Regions from separate parts of the Triticum aestivum genome. Here region 2 is linked to region 1. A link is a contact called in public Hi-C data. All regions are on one chromosome and are shown on one strand. The core of a region is the stretch at or near the end of the contact, and the rest is flanking DNA. Distances in the headings are between cores, read along the strand shown. Region 1 overlaps LOC123169569 (ABC transporter G family member 42). Region 2 holds the start of LOC123165967 (ABC transporter G family member 42).

What was found. Hi-C and Micro-C count contacts between places; a contact is called where the count stands out from the background.
Region 2: a Hi-C map of leaf shows a contact between it and region 1, with 5 times the contacts expected there. The contact joins the promoter of LOC123165967 here to the enhancer-like site in region 1. A contact is called at or near these places in 3 of 5 Hi-C or Micro-C datasets (leaf and an unstated tissue).

Annotation. Positions count from the first base shown.
Region 1 is chr7D:476,279,343-476,285,990 of IWGSC CS RefSeq v2.1, reverse strand. LOC123169569 (ABC transporter G family member 42) reads right to left here. Exons shown (of 21, transcript XM_044587434.1): 15 at 6,474-6,648; 16 at 6,306-6,389; 17 at 6,068-6,201; 18 at 5,725-5,952; 19 at 5,472-5,643; 20 at 5,131-5,385; 21 at 4,450-5,044. The coding sequence ends at 4,775. Among protein-coding and RNA genes, the nearest start is that of LOC123169569, 19 kb to the right of the region's middle. Within about 2 kb of position 3,655, at least 1 of the 8 cell types and tissues checked has an H3K27ac peak or open chromatin away from gene starts, as enhancers often do. A contact at or near this core is called in leaf, where this site is marked.
Region 2 is chr7D:476,340,271-476,346,918 of IWGSC CS RefSeq v2.1, reverse strand. It overlaps LOC123165967 (ABC transporter G family member 42), which reads right to left and starts at 4,901. Exons shown (of 21, transcript XM_044583729.1): 1 at 4,274-4,901; 2 at 1,971-2,425; 3 at 1,726-1,802; 4 at 1,085-1,138; 5 at 56-146. The coding sequence starts at 4,689.

The DNA of each region.
Region 1 (6,648 bases), core at 2,406-4,905:
TCCCCCTGTCGCGCTTCGCCCGCAGCCGCGCTTCGGCGCCCGCTTGCGTGCCCGCACGTGCGCGCTCGCACCGGCGCCCGCGCCGACCGCTGCTCGCCGCCGCAACCGCCTGTGGCGTCCCCAACCGCGCCCCGGCTGCTCCCAGCGAGCCACCCCGCACCCACCTCCACAGCCGTCGTGCCCTGTCCTCCCGACTGCGTCTCCTGCCGCTGCCGCTACCGTGCCCCGCCTCCGCCTGTAGCGCTGCCCTGCTCGCCTCCGCCCGCAGCTCGTCACGCACGCCTCCGCCTAGGGTCGTGCCCCCGCTCCCCGCACCCCCTCATCGGCCACTGCGCCACCACCTCCGGTCGCCGCCCCGACTGCTCTGCCCGCCTATGGCTCGCGCCTCGCCGGCGCCCCGCCCGCGCGCGTCGAGCGCCCACGCTCCCGGCACCCGATTAGCCCGCCCGCTAACCTCCTGGGCAGATGACAGGCGAGGCCCATGAGCCTGTAGTTAAAAAAACTAAATGTAAATGTTAAAAAAAGAATTAAAAAAAATAATATTTAAACAATTAATTAACTTAATTAATCCTGTTAATTAGTTATCAATCGATGACAGAATGGCCCCACACGTCAGGGTTGACCCTGGTCAACTCAGTTGACTGCGGATGGCATGATGATGTCATGCTGATGTAGTAAACCCATATTTGATTTAATTTAAATCTTTTTAATTCCACAAATGATTTAAAACTTTGAAAATTAATATAAAATAATCCATAACTCGAATGAAAAATACTTTGTACATGAAAGTTGCTCAGAAAAATATGACGAATCCGAATACGCTCTCTGTTCGTCCGCCACACGTCCCTACCATAGAGAACATGGAACCGTCCCCTCTCTTTCATCTGTTCGAAAAATGCCAAACTTCGGGAAAACATTCCCGGATGTTTTCCCCCTTCGCTGGTAGCGTGTAACTGCGTTAGAACACCCCTAGCATCGCGTTTCGTCATGTCATGCTTAGTGATGCATCTGTGTACTTTGTATTTACTGTTTCTTCCCCCTATTCTTCTTCGGTAGACCCCGAGACCGCTGTTGATGCCACTGTGATCGACTACGTCACCGACGACCCTTCTTCCCTTTCAACAGAGCTTCTAGGCAGGCAAACCCCCTTGATCATTCCGATATCTCCCATTCCATTCTCTCTCATGCTTGCATTAGATTTTGCTACTGTTATTGATTGCTCCTATTCTGATGCATAGCCTGCTTTTGTAACCTGCTCATTGTACCTTACCTGCTTATTCTAAACTGCTTAGTATAGGTTGGTTAGTGATCCATCAGTGACCCCTCTCCTTGTCCCAGTTGCCCCGGCTTGATGACCGATGACTCGATCAACGTGATTGACGACCAGAGCCCGACACATCACATCACCCCCCTTTAGTTGCTCGGCTCTACAGAGCTACTATCGAGTGCCCAGGGTGATACCTCGTAACACACTCCTGATGATAACTCTGTAGTGTAGCTAATCGGTCGTGGTTTTCGAGGGTGATTCCTCCTTCACCACTCCCGATACGACTCTGTCGTGCAACACCTCAAATGTGAACCCTTTGAGGGTGATTCCTCCAAGTTCGCCTTGAGGATTACATCGAGGGCGATTCCTCGGGTTTTCCCCCTTGATGTTTGGACACACGGTTACCTTGAATTTATTCCAGACCTTTGTTAAAGTCGGGCGGGCCCAGTAAGCACCCGCGAGAGATACCTGTGAAAGTCGGGCGGGCCCGGAGAGCACCCGTGAGTTGTTACGGTGGCGGTTGGTTGTTTAGCGGTATCACCCAGGAGGGGATGGTAGCTCCGGACTTGTCCCAACAGCCATCACTTCTTTTAATAATGCACTAACAGGTTTGGGTATTTCATCTGAGTTAGCCACTGGCCTATACGCACTAACCACCACGCGGGAACAGTTATGGGCACTCGGTGTCGTGGTATCAGCCGAAGCTTTGTCATACGTCCAGTTCAGCATTGTGGGCCTGTCGGGCTAATGCCATCCAGGATGAGGTGGTGCTCGTCCCGGCTCATCGCACAACGACCCGGAGTGCAACGGGCGATGTGCCCAAGACCCCGGAGTGCTTAGGATGTAGACCGGCGGGGACCTCTTTGCTGAGCCTAGGTAGGGCTGCGACGTGTTGGTCTTCCGAGGCCTGGCATTGACCCAGGAAAGTGTGTCCGACCAGAGTAATCAAGTGTGTTGGGTAATGTGGTGCACCCCTGCAGGGAAGTTATCTATTCGAATAGCCGTGTCCACGGCACGGGCGCTCGGATTTGTATCCTGATCTATTACAACTAGAAATGGATACTTGAGACATGAGATGGATATGCTGGCTCCGGGATTGCTTTCTCGCAGGGAGCCGAGGAAGGATTTCTGGGCGTTAATATTACAACATGTTTGTTAAATTATAAAATGCTATTATATACTCTTCTGAATGCTGCAAGATGCTTGAAGATACTTGAAGATGCTAGTCTTCGATAGGCTAGGCATTTCCCTCTATTCCGACATTCTGCAGTTCAGTCCACAGATACATCCCTTCCCTTGATACCAATGCATACTTAGTATAGATCTGATGCTTGCGAGTACTTTGGATGAGTACTCACGGTTACTTTGCTACCCTTTGTCCCCCTTCTTCTTATTTCTTTCCGGTTGTTGCAACCAGTTGGCGGATCCCAGGAGCCAGATGCCACCTCCGTCGACTACTACTACTACCCCGAGGGTGCCTACTACTACGTGGAGGCCGCCGACGACTAGGAGTAGTTAGGAGGTCCTAGGCAGGAGGCCTTGCCTCTTCGATCATTGTTTATTTTTGTGCTAGTTTTCTTAAGGCAAACTTGTCTAACTTATGTCTGTACTCTGATATTGTTGCTTTCGCTGACTCGTTTGTATTCGAGCCCTCGAGACCCCTGGTTTGTAATATGAAGCTTCTATTATTTTATTTATATCTAGAGTTGTGTTGTGATATCTTCCTGTGAGCTCCTGATCTTGATCGTACATATTTACGTGTATGATTAGTGTACGATTGAATCGGGGCGTCACACCGCCCCCGATGTCATCGTCATCCTCCTAATTGATTGAAGGAAGGGCAATTGGCTGCCCTCAGTGGACGATAGCCGGTTGGTGAAGTACTCCCGCGCGGGCTTGATACTTGCGCACGCTCAAAATCGTTGGAGGGTGTACGGCGGCGAGATGGCGTAGGCTCCACAAGGGAACGAGCACGTCCTTGACCTCCCCTTTGTGGATTGAGGTACTCCCTCCGTTCCAAATTACTCGTCGCAGAAATGGATGTATCTAGAACTAAAATACATCTAGATACATCCATACCTGCGACAAGTAATTCGGAACGGAGGGAGTATTTCCTTTCCCCTACACAATTTTGTGCGGGGCCCCTCTTCTTCTATGGCATCCAGCTCCATCACTTGAGCCCCAACAGCGTGCTACACATTGTGTGTTTCATCACACTATGAATGCTTCTAGCGGGAAAATCTTGTACGACCGGGTCGTACGCAGCCGATCGGGAGACCCACTCCCGCTTGCGACAACTGGCAATACGAATCTCAGCGCACTGTCACCTTATCCCAAACTTAACTGAGCGTGTTATCAAATCCCTAGCCCAGGTCAATGCCCAATCTCTCCAACTACCCATATTCCTGTCACCGGTGTGGTCCGCCCGACTGGTCACCACAACGCCGTCGGCGTGCTCCTCGACGCTGGGTGCAACTCCTCTGCTCGGCGTGCTCCATTCCCGCCTGGAACGGCCGCTTTCATTGGCGGCCCAGGTCGCGGCACCGTCGCATCGCATCTGCTCACGGCACTCTATCCCCGCCGGCCTGCTCACGGCACTCTATCCCCGCCGGCATCCGCCATGTATTCCGGCGACACAAGTCGCGGCACAACCCATCTACCCTTGTCCTGCCGCCGTCCATGGCAATGCTCCCCGGGCACACTCGCGGCGCTGCCGGTGACTCGTTGCCGTCGTCGGGCTGCGCCATGCCACGCCGTCGCCAGCGAGATGGAAGAGACAAGATGTGATTCTGTTGGAAGACAATCAGATTACATGCTGAAAGGCCGGGGTGTGGGACGTGGGAGACGGGGTGGGCTGGAACCAGGAAATCTGGGAACACCGCGTTAAGATTCGTACTGCCAGTTGGCGCAAGCGGGAGTGGGTCTCCCGATCGGTTGCGTGCGACCCGGTCGTACAAGATTTTTTTCCGCTTCTAGCCGCATTTGGGGCTCCGGAAGTAGATTTTCTTCGTGAAGCCACATCCGGTGAAAACGTGCGAGCGGATGTCAATATGGCCATGCGCGGCTCCTACAGGACACGACGGTGTCCCCGGCATGCCCGTGCTACCGCCGTTGCGGTAATGGGGCGGGGTCAGAGAGAGTGAAGCGGAAGAGGAGGTGAGGAAACGGAGACTCACTACTAGTGGGTTCCAAATGTAAGAAATTTTATAGACTGTAGTTTTGCGGAATCTGGATCTAGCAGCACTCCAAGGTCTCTAAAAATATTTTACAGTGCACTCTAAAGTCATTATACAGAATGGGATTGTACAGAACCTGCAAGAGTTGCTCTTACAAGCCTGGAAGGTTGTGTGCGTCCTCACCATATTTGTGTATCTATTTGTAATCCAAAAAAAAAAAACTACATCCATACTTACACCGGCAAACATGGAAGTACAAAAGAGGAGTTGGTTCCGGAAAAAATCAGCCATATTGCCTTCCGAGATCTTGTCTGTTGGCTTTCAGTTCCTACTATCGTTGTTGGAAGCTCAACTTCTTGAGGCAGAGAGCATACATGAACGCGAAGAACACTGCAAAGAGCACAAGCACCGGTGCAACGACCGCCATGAAGCTCCTGTGGTATCCAAAATGATGAGTTATGTAGTAACTGATTGTCTGGTCTGATTGGCCTGGTACAGAGATGGTCTCTTCCAGGTCTCCATATTGTGTCACTATGAGCCCATAAACTGTCCATGCCAATGGGCAAATCCAGTAGTACCAGATCCACCATTTGGGTATTTTCTGAACAAAGTAAGAGGAAACTAAGTAATTGGTCTTATGAAAGAGAAGGGATTGCAACAATATTCTAATCAAGAAACAGAACTTACCAGTCTTGGGATGAAGAATCCAGAGAAAAGGTTGAAGAGGGAATAGAAAGCTGCGGCGAAGATGGCTGCAATCTCATGGTTTGGTGATATTGATACAGTCATCATCCCATAGTAGGTGAAGTAGAGGAAGGAAAAGTAGGAGACGAAGAAGAACCAGAAGAACTTGGCAACCGTCCACTGGAAGCCCATCATCGCGTATATGATAAGGGTGTAATACGAGGCTTGGACGAAGACATAAGGTATCTCCATGACAACCTGAAGCAACACACAAGGCTTGAGATACCTGAAGAAGCCAATGACAATCTTGCTACTTTAGCTTTTCAGTTTTACTATTTTCTTACCTGAGCAATGGCATAGGGCATTGCAGAGTACATCCCAGCAGCCCTCTCTCGGTAGAAAACTGTTCTCTCGATTGAAACAATTGGCTGAACGCTTGAACAGTTGTTGATGCCGACAAACATCACTGCTGTATACATTGCTCCAATGACCATTCTAAGAGTATTGGCATCTCCGCTGCATCACAAAGCACCAAAAATTCAGATGCTGATACATTAGGTTTAAGGAATCAAAGATGAAGATAAGTACAATACTTACATATTGCTGCCGATCTTCCAAAAGATGGAGCCGAGCAGCAAGGCTGTGAACAAAGTGAAGGAAAATCTGACGAGGTTGTAATCTGGACTGCGCCAATAGGTCAGCCAATGCTTCCAGAGGCAGGCTTTGAACTGCCCTATAATGGATTGAGAATATTCTGTAGGAAAATACAGATCTGATGTTCCTGGTTCTGGTTGACTTAGCCGGTTAACCAATGCCTTGTTTTTCCTAGAAATACAGCCAGGGTATTCCATAAGAATTTTGTTACATCAAGTTGTATCTCGATTATACGCTTTGAGAAAAGCATTAGAGGCCCATGCGACAAAGAACATGTTTTGCTTACTTAAACAGATCCGAAGTCTTGTAGTAGTCAGCAAAATCCATGTTTAAGCGTACTTCTGCAGCAACTGAACTGACCTCAAGCATCCATGTTGCAGGATTGTACTTATCTTTGATTTTAGGCACTCCAGGAATTGCCTAGTAGCATTGAACATAAGATTAGAGAAAAAAATTTGATTTTAGTTATTTATATGATATCTCCCACTGCAAAAGAGATCATCATCGTGTGAAATTATCTGTACCTCAAAGTATTCGACCATTTCCTGTGAGTTGAGACCCAGTTTCCCAGAGTATATCACCTGGCCTCCTCTTTTCAGTAATAGCAACTGCAGAAAAGATCACGAGTTATCGCTTAGATGCTGATAAGTTGAACTACTGCTTAAAATTATTTTTCTATGTTCAGTAGTCACCTCATCAAAAGCTTCAAAGATGTCAATGCTTGGCTGGTGGATTGTGCAAACCACAGTCCGTCCAGTGTCAACAGTGTTCCTCACTGTTCTCATAACAATTGCTGCTGCTCTTGCATCAAGACCTGATGTTGGTTCATCCATGAAGATGATCGATGGATTTGCGACAAGCTCCACA
Region 2 (6,648 bases), core at 3,652-6,151, 60 kb before region 1:
ATGACATAATGATGAGATAAGCATGACAGGGTGATGATGATGAGGAGGAGATTACCGGTGGTGACGCGCTTCTTCTGGCCGCCGGATATGCCCCTCTGCATCTGGTCGCCGACGATGGTGTCCGCGCATATGTCCAGCCCCAGTATCTGCTCCGATTGAAAAAAGGCGCAAACTCAGTCAAAAACAAACAATTCATCATCACGTCCACGTCCACGTCCGTCGCGGTCAAGTTAAGCACGGCGAGATTTCCATTTCGTTGAGGCCACTCGTCGTTAACCCGGGGTCAAACCGGGGGTTGATGGCCCGAAAGGAACCGTTACCCGCGATGCGGATGCGGGACAAAGAAAAGGCAGCCGCTCTGGCCGGGCATAACAGCAAACAGGTCACGGGCATCTCGCTGCCGGCCGCGGGTGCGATTCGCCTGCACCTGCGCCGATCCGGTGACGCCCGCCATTGGCACCATCATCATCATCAGGGTGAGGCGGAGCGTGCATCCATCCACCAACCCCCCGTCCCCAAAGCCAGGCACAGCGAGGCCCCACCCGGCGGTGGAAAATCGGAGCGGCGCTTTCCAGGCAAGTCAAAAGAGGGAGAAGGGGCGAGCGAACTGCGAGCCGACCCACTGCCTACTTGCTGCTGCCGACTCCCGCTGCCACCACTCGAGCGCAGTGCTTATCCTTCTGGCTGGCTCAGCCTCAACTACTACTCCTCGCTGCGACGACGGCGTGCGTGTCAGCCAGTGGAGGTGGCAGCGGCTTGGTTGGTGCTCTTGGTTCGCGCGGACCGTGTGCCGCCACCGTGCCTACTACACTACCACCACCTCTGCGTTGTGCCGTGCTGGCCATGATTGATTGGGATTGTTCCTTGCTTGAGTACACTACACAACTGGCCATGGCCATGATCAAGAAAGGGGGAACATTTTCTGGATCCGTGCAAATCTGTCAACGTGTGGTCGCTGTAGCATCTCGCCAACCTCGCCACGGTGCTAATTTCAGCCAGGCAAAAAAGCAAGACCAAGAAAACTGCAACTTCATACTACTACGTCAGTGAGGAAACATTCAGAAAGGCGTGCGTACGTACGTACCCTGAGGGTGTAGTCCGTCTGGAGGCTGCTCTCGACTCCTTCCATCGACGTGGCCTGGAGACAGACAGTGAATGCGTCATCGATGTGCACGGTACAGAGAAAGTAAATGAAGCTTGGAACCAAAGCATGTCTGGCTACTGTAGTACTGTCACACGTGATTAAAACAAGTCAATTTCATAAGACACTTCCCTTTTTTGTGAACCATCCGAGAACACGTCGGCCGGCGTACCTGCCGATCGTACTGCTCGTACATGTCTCACGCAAGTGTCATTTCGTTCCAAGAAAAATGGGCCTCCATTTCTAGCTTTAGGGACATTTCGGGTTCGGTGGTTGGAGAGAATATCCTCCGGTGAAAAACAAGTTGCAATGGAAATCATGTTTGAAAGTTTTGAAAATTTCTCAAAGAAATATGCATGGGATGTTAAATGTCACTATTCATTGTTGATTTATGTCCATGCAAAACCATCTCTTCTACATGCTCTATTTTTTCTGAGATTTTTTCAAGACTTCACAATATAGTTTATGTGGTTTCGCCGATTTGCATGGTAGTAACTTGGTTTCCACTGAATATTCTCTCCGGTAGTTAAGTTGAGCCTACAAACTGCGAAGAGTTTGCATGCCAAGATGTTAGGAAAGCTTACCTTCATAAAAAGGTCAACCTCCGGCTCCGGCCGTATGCCGGCCTCCTTCTCCCTCCTCGCCAGCTCGGTCAGGAGATCTGCATCAGAATATATTTGTCTCCCCATCATTCAAAATCCTCAATCATTCACCACTAGTCCTCCAAAAGCCAAGCCAGCAAGGCCATGGATTAAAATTCTCCACGCAATCCATGCACAGCTAGCCAGCTACCTACCTAGCTAGCTAGGTGAAGGGTTGGTGTACTTACCGTACTTGGTGCCGACGCCCTGGCACCTGGCCGAGAAGTCCAGCGTCTCCTTGACGGTCATCTCGCCGACGTGCACGTCCGTCTGGCTGATGTACGCCGCCGTCTTCTGCGGCACAAACTCCTCCAGCGGGAACCCGTTGTAGGCCACCTCGCCGGCGCGCCTCAGCGACGGGTCCAGCTTGCCGGCCAGCGCCAGCAGCAGGGTGGTCTTCCCCGACGACGGCGGGCCCAGCAGCAGCGTCATCCTCGAGGGCCGGACGGCGCCGGAGACGTCCTTGAGGATCGTGAGCGTCGCCTGCCGGCCCAGCCGCACGCCGAGCAGCCCCAGCGCGCCCTCCGCGATGTTGCGCGCCGAGTTGAGCAGCGTCGGCAGCGCGCGGCTGCCCACGTGGCACCGCGCCTGCACCGTCAGTCGCTCGAACCGCACCTCCACCGTCGGGAGCTCGATGCCCACCCTGCATGCATGCATGCCATTTTCAGTTCGGATTGTCGATTTAATTATATAATTATACCCTCTCCGTACCCAAGCAGAAAATAGATATAAATGAATATATCTCGAACTAAAAATACATCTAAATACATATATTTCTGCGACAAGTAATTCGAAACTGAGATCGTACTTTGTTAAGAGAAGTTACAACGAGGACCCTGATAATACTAATTAGTAAGGTATGAGGACACAAATAAACTATTTTATCATGTTCCATCGTCAACAATTATTTTTTATGTTGTCACACCAGAAAAGGAAATGACTTAGGTTACTAGGGGCCAGTTCTTTTGGACAATTCTTCGAGAATTGACCCCCTCCCCAGCTTCTCTCAGGATTGCCACTCTATATTTTCTTACAAATCCTAGCTAATTAGATCTTAACTAGCTAGGAATTATAAAAAAAGATGAAGTGGCAATTCTGGGAGAAGCTGAGGAGGGGGTCAATTCTCGAAGAATTGCCCAAAAAAACTGGCCCTAGTGATGTCATCATTCATTCATGTTGGGAGCAAAGCCGGCTGCGGTGTGGGTTTGGCTGTTAACTTTAGGCAACCTTTGGGACCAGAGACAGGCTGAATGTTTCCATCTCGAATCTCACACAAAGTGCATCATTTTGTATCAAGAAAGTAGAAAGATGCTCGGCTATACCCCTAAAATATTGCAAATTTGTTGTCCCGAAAGCAAAATGTGAAGAAACTTGAGCTGACACATATACCATTTTTTTTCTCCCGCAAAGAAAAAACACATATACCATTTTTCATTTGCAAAGGTTGAACCAAAGCGTACGCAGCTAGTGCTACCAGTGCACAACTCCATAGATTGTTGAGTCAACTACTAACTACCACGGTTGATCCTAATCCACAATTCGAATTAAAAAAGGTTATAACAAGAGGAGACTGCACTCACCAATTGTGTGGAGGTCAAAAATTAACTAACTCCACAGATTAATCAGCAAAAACAAGAAAGAACAGTTGGTGTGCTGATGTCATGCACATGTCTGCTGACGAAATTACGCAAGCCCTTGCAGTTGGTTTCAGTCAGTACTTGGATTTGGATCTGTTCACCTGCAGCGACATTTGGACAGATGCATCTGCTCCACTAATTAGTCCCTGGAGACATATCGCGAACAGGGATAGGGAAAGAAGTGAACGGGCATCCGCAGGTCTAGTGCCACATTGCCATCAATCCCTTTCCTTGTGCGTACAGCTTCAACCACACCAAGGCCGCAGATTACTCTTACTTTTCAATCGACACAGCACAGCACGTGTGAAAACCGAGCTCTCCTAAAGCCAAGGAAGGCCGCATTAAGGTCGGGAGCCTACCCCCACCCGGGCGGGTTAAAGTCTGAAATTTCGAAGTACGTATTATATGCAACGAATAACTCTGCAAGAAGGTCTGAATGGAGGATTGTATTCGTTTTGGGAGGGATATCTGATAGAGGAATCGGCAGCATGATTTTACCTGATCGAGTACACAATTGCGCAGTTGACAGGTACCTTTCCGAGTGTTTTGTAACATGTTTGTTGTGGGCATGATCAACGAGTTGTTGTTCTTGTAGTGTTTATATTAAGCAAAGAGCTAATGATTGAGATTATGCAACAACCGTGACATGCAATGGCGTGCGCCTGCACGTAGTGCTCTACCACGGCCAAAATTTTAAGCCAGCGAAATCGCATGCGTAATCAACTTTGTACGTATTTTGTTAGTCGCACACGAATACAAAACACAAAATGAGTAACTGCAAACTGGCAGCTCAAGTGGATTACGTATGTTTGTAGTTAATTGTTGGCGAACAAAGCAGGTAATGTAGTACGTACCTGTCGATGCGGTCGCGGAGCTTTCGGAGGAAGCGCCGGTTGTCCTCCTCGGCGACGCGGAAGACGCGCTCGATGAACTCCTGCCGCTCGCCCACGGCCAGCTTCCGCACGTCCACCTCCTTGTACTGCTGCTGCTGCTTGCCTCCTTCTGCCGTCCCGGCTGGTGGCGAGTCGGCGGCCGCGGCGGCCGCCTCGGCCTGGAGGATGGACGTCCTCATGCGGCTGTAGGTGGGGAGGCGCTCGATGGCCGCCCACCGCAGCGCCTCCTCGTCGTCGTCGGCGTGGCCCCTGCTCCCGCGCCTGCTCCCGCCGCCGCTGCCGTGCAGGAAGGCCTCGTCGACGCCCCACGTCTCCACCCCCATCCCCCGCCCGATGCTCCGGCTCATCCGCCGCCCCGAGTCCCACACCTTCTCCATCGCGCCCGAAGCTCGGTCGATCACCTTCGATTACTGGAACAAGCACGTCGGAGCTGGCTAGTCAGCGAGCTGCGCTTGCGCGGTGGCGTGCGCGTCGTTAGTGCGGCAGTTGGTGGTGTGCGGCGAGTGCCATGCGCGCGGGGCGGCCCGGGCCGCGGTGATGAGAGCGGGAGCAGGAAAAGAGATGAGTGGGCTGGCGCTGGCTGGGGGGATGAATGGCAGCCGTGGTGGTGCGCGGCACTTTTATACGCGGGCGGTCGCGCGTGGGGTTGGCGCCGGTGATTTCCCGCGATTCCTCCCTCGCGCTGCCTTTTCCCCGGCTTTGCGACTACGGGCACGGGCCCGAGGTGGTGCGTCGCCGTGTGACACATTTGGTGGTCTTTGTGGGTTGGTGGGGGCGAACCTCTACTCGGGTGGGGTCGACGGTTGACTGCGGCGGGATGGGTGTTGCGTCGTGTTGGATTGAGCCGAGCCGAGCGGCGGTGCGGCGCACGGTGAAACGGCCCCGTTGCCCGCTCCCGCGAACCGGTGCCGCGGTAGGTGGCGGCCGGGGGCTCGCAGGGTACGTGGCCCGGCGAGGTGCGTGCACGGTGCATCCATGGCTGCGTGCGTGTGAGGTTCTAGCGGTGCGCGCCGACCAAAAGTTTCGTGTCGTCGGCTTCAGTTACTGTACCGAGCACAGCGCCGGGATTGATTGGTCGTCTGGACGGTGTATGTTGCCGCGATGTTGCAAGGCGGACCTTTGCCCTTCTCCTGCCAGCATTTCAATGTTAATATGAACGGAAAACGGTTGTTGAGCTTTTGTTTGTGGCTGCTGCTGTTGCGATTCTTGACTCTAGAGCTTGTGCGTGCGATGCACGTCAGGGGTGGTCAGGATCTCGAGTAGTAGGTGCTGCACTCGGGTGACACTGAGCCATGCATGAGCGGAGCGGAGCGCGCGCTTCTTGGTGCCACCGCATGATTAGAACTGTACTACTCCATCTCCGTGAGAGGCGTGCCCAGGGGATCGCCCAAGTAGAAACAGAATAGACGAAGGTCCCTACGTGCTGCACGGCCACGTTTTCTTTTCGCCGAACGAATGGGAAGGGACCTGCTAGAAAAACATAGGCTGGCAAAAAGTTTAGTGAGGGCTGCACTAACCCGATTAACTGAATAATCAAACATTGCAGCTGTGTGCCTGGAGCTCGCACGTTTTTTTAGCACCCTTACGAAAAGGAGATATAGATATGTATGCATGATGCCTATCGTAATGCGATGCTTGCGGTTCGCGATTACGAATGGGATCTCCGCATGAAAAGCCGTTTACTCGCTGAGAAACGACGGAATAACGAGTCATCTGCTTCACACGTATTGGAGCAACCTTGGTTTTGCCAAATGATAGTACTCCCGCCGGTTCATAATAGTTGTTGCTGATTTAATATAACTTTATATTAAAATCTGTTAAAGTGACGATAATTAATATGGATCAGAGCCGCTTGACCACCCATGCGACCGCTCCCATGTCATTTCCCCCGCGGGCGACCCGGGAGAGCTCTCCCCGCCGCCGACCAGGTACCCCTCCTCCCCTAGACACCGCCAGCGGGGTGATCTCCCTCTCTAGCAAAAGCAAGGCAGCGTGGGACTGGTCGCATGTCAGTAACGCGGGGCGGTGGTCCAGCTCTCTCCCTCCCGCGTCGTGGTGGCGTAGTCGGCCCAGCCTTGCTCCCTTTGCCCCACAGCTCGCCTGGGCACGGGCTAGGGCATGGTGGCGGCGGATCTGGGGTCTCCTGCCCAGATCCGGTCGGTGGTGAAGGTTGGTGGCGTCGGGGGTTCGTCCAGCGGCCCTGGAGGGTGGTGCGTCGTGTTGAGGTGGCGGCGGATCTGGGTCTCCTGCCCAAATCCGGTCGGTGGTGGAAGTTGGTGGTGGCGGGGGTTTGTCCAGCAGCCCTGGAGAGTGGTGGTGGTACGTCGTGTTGAGGT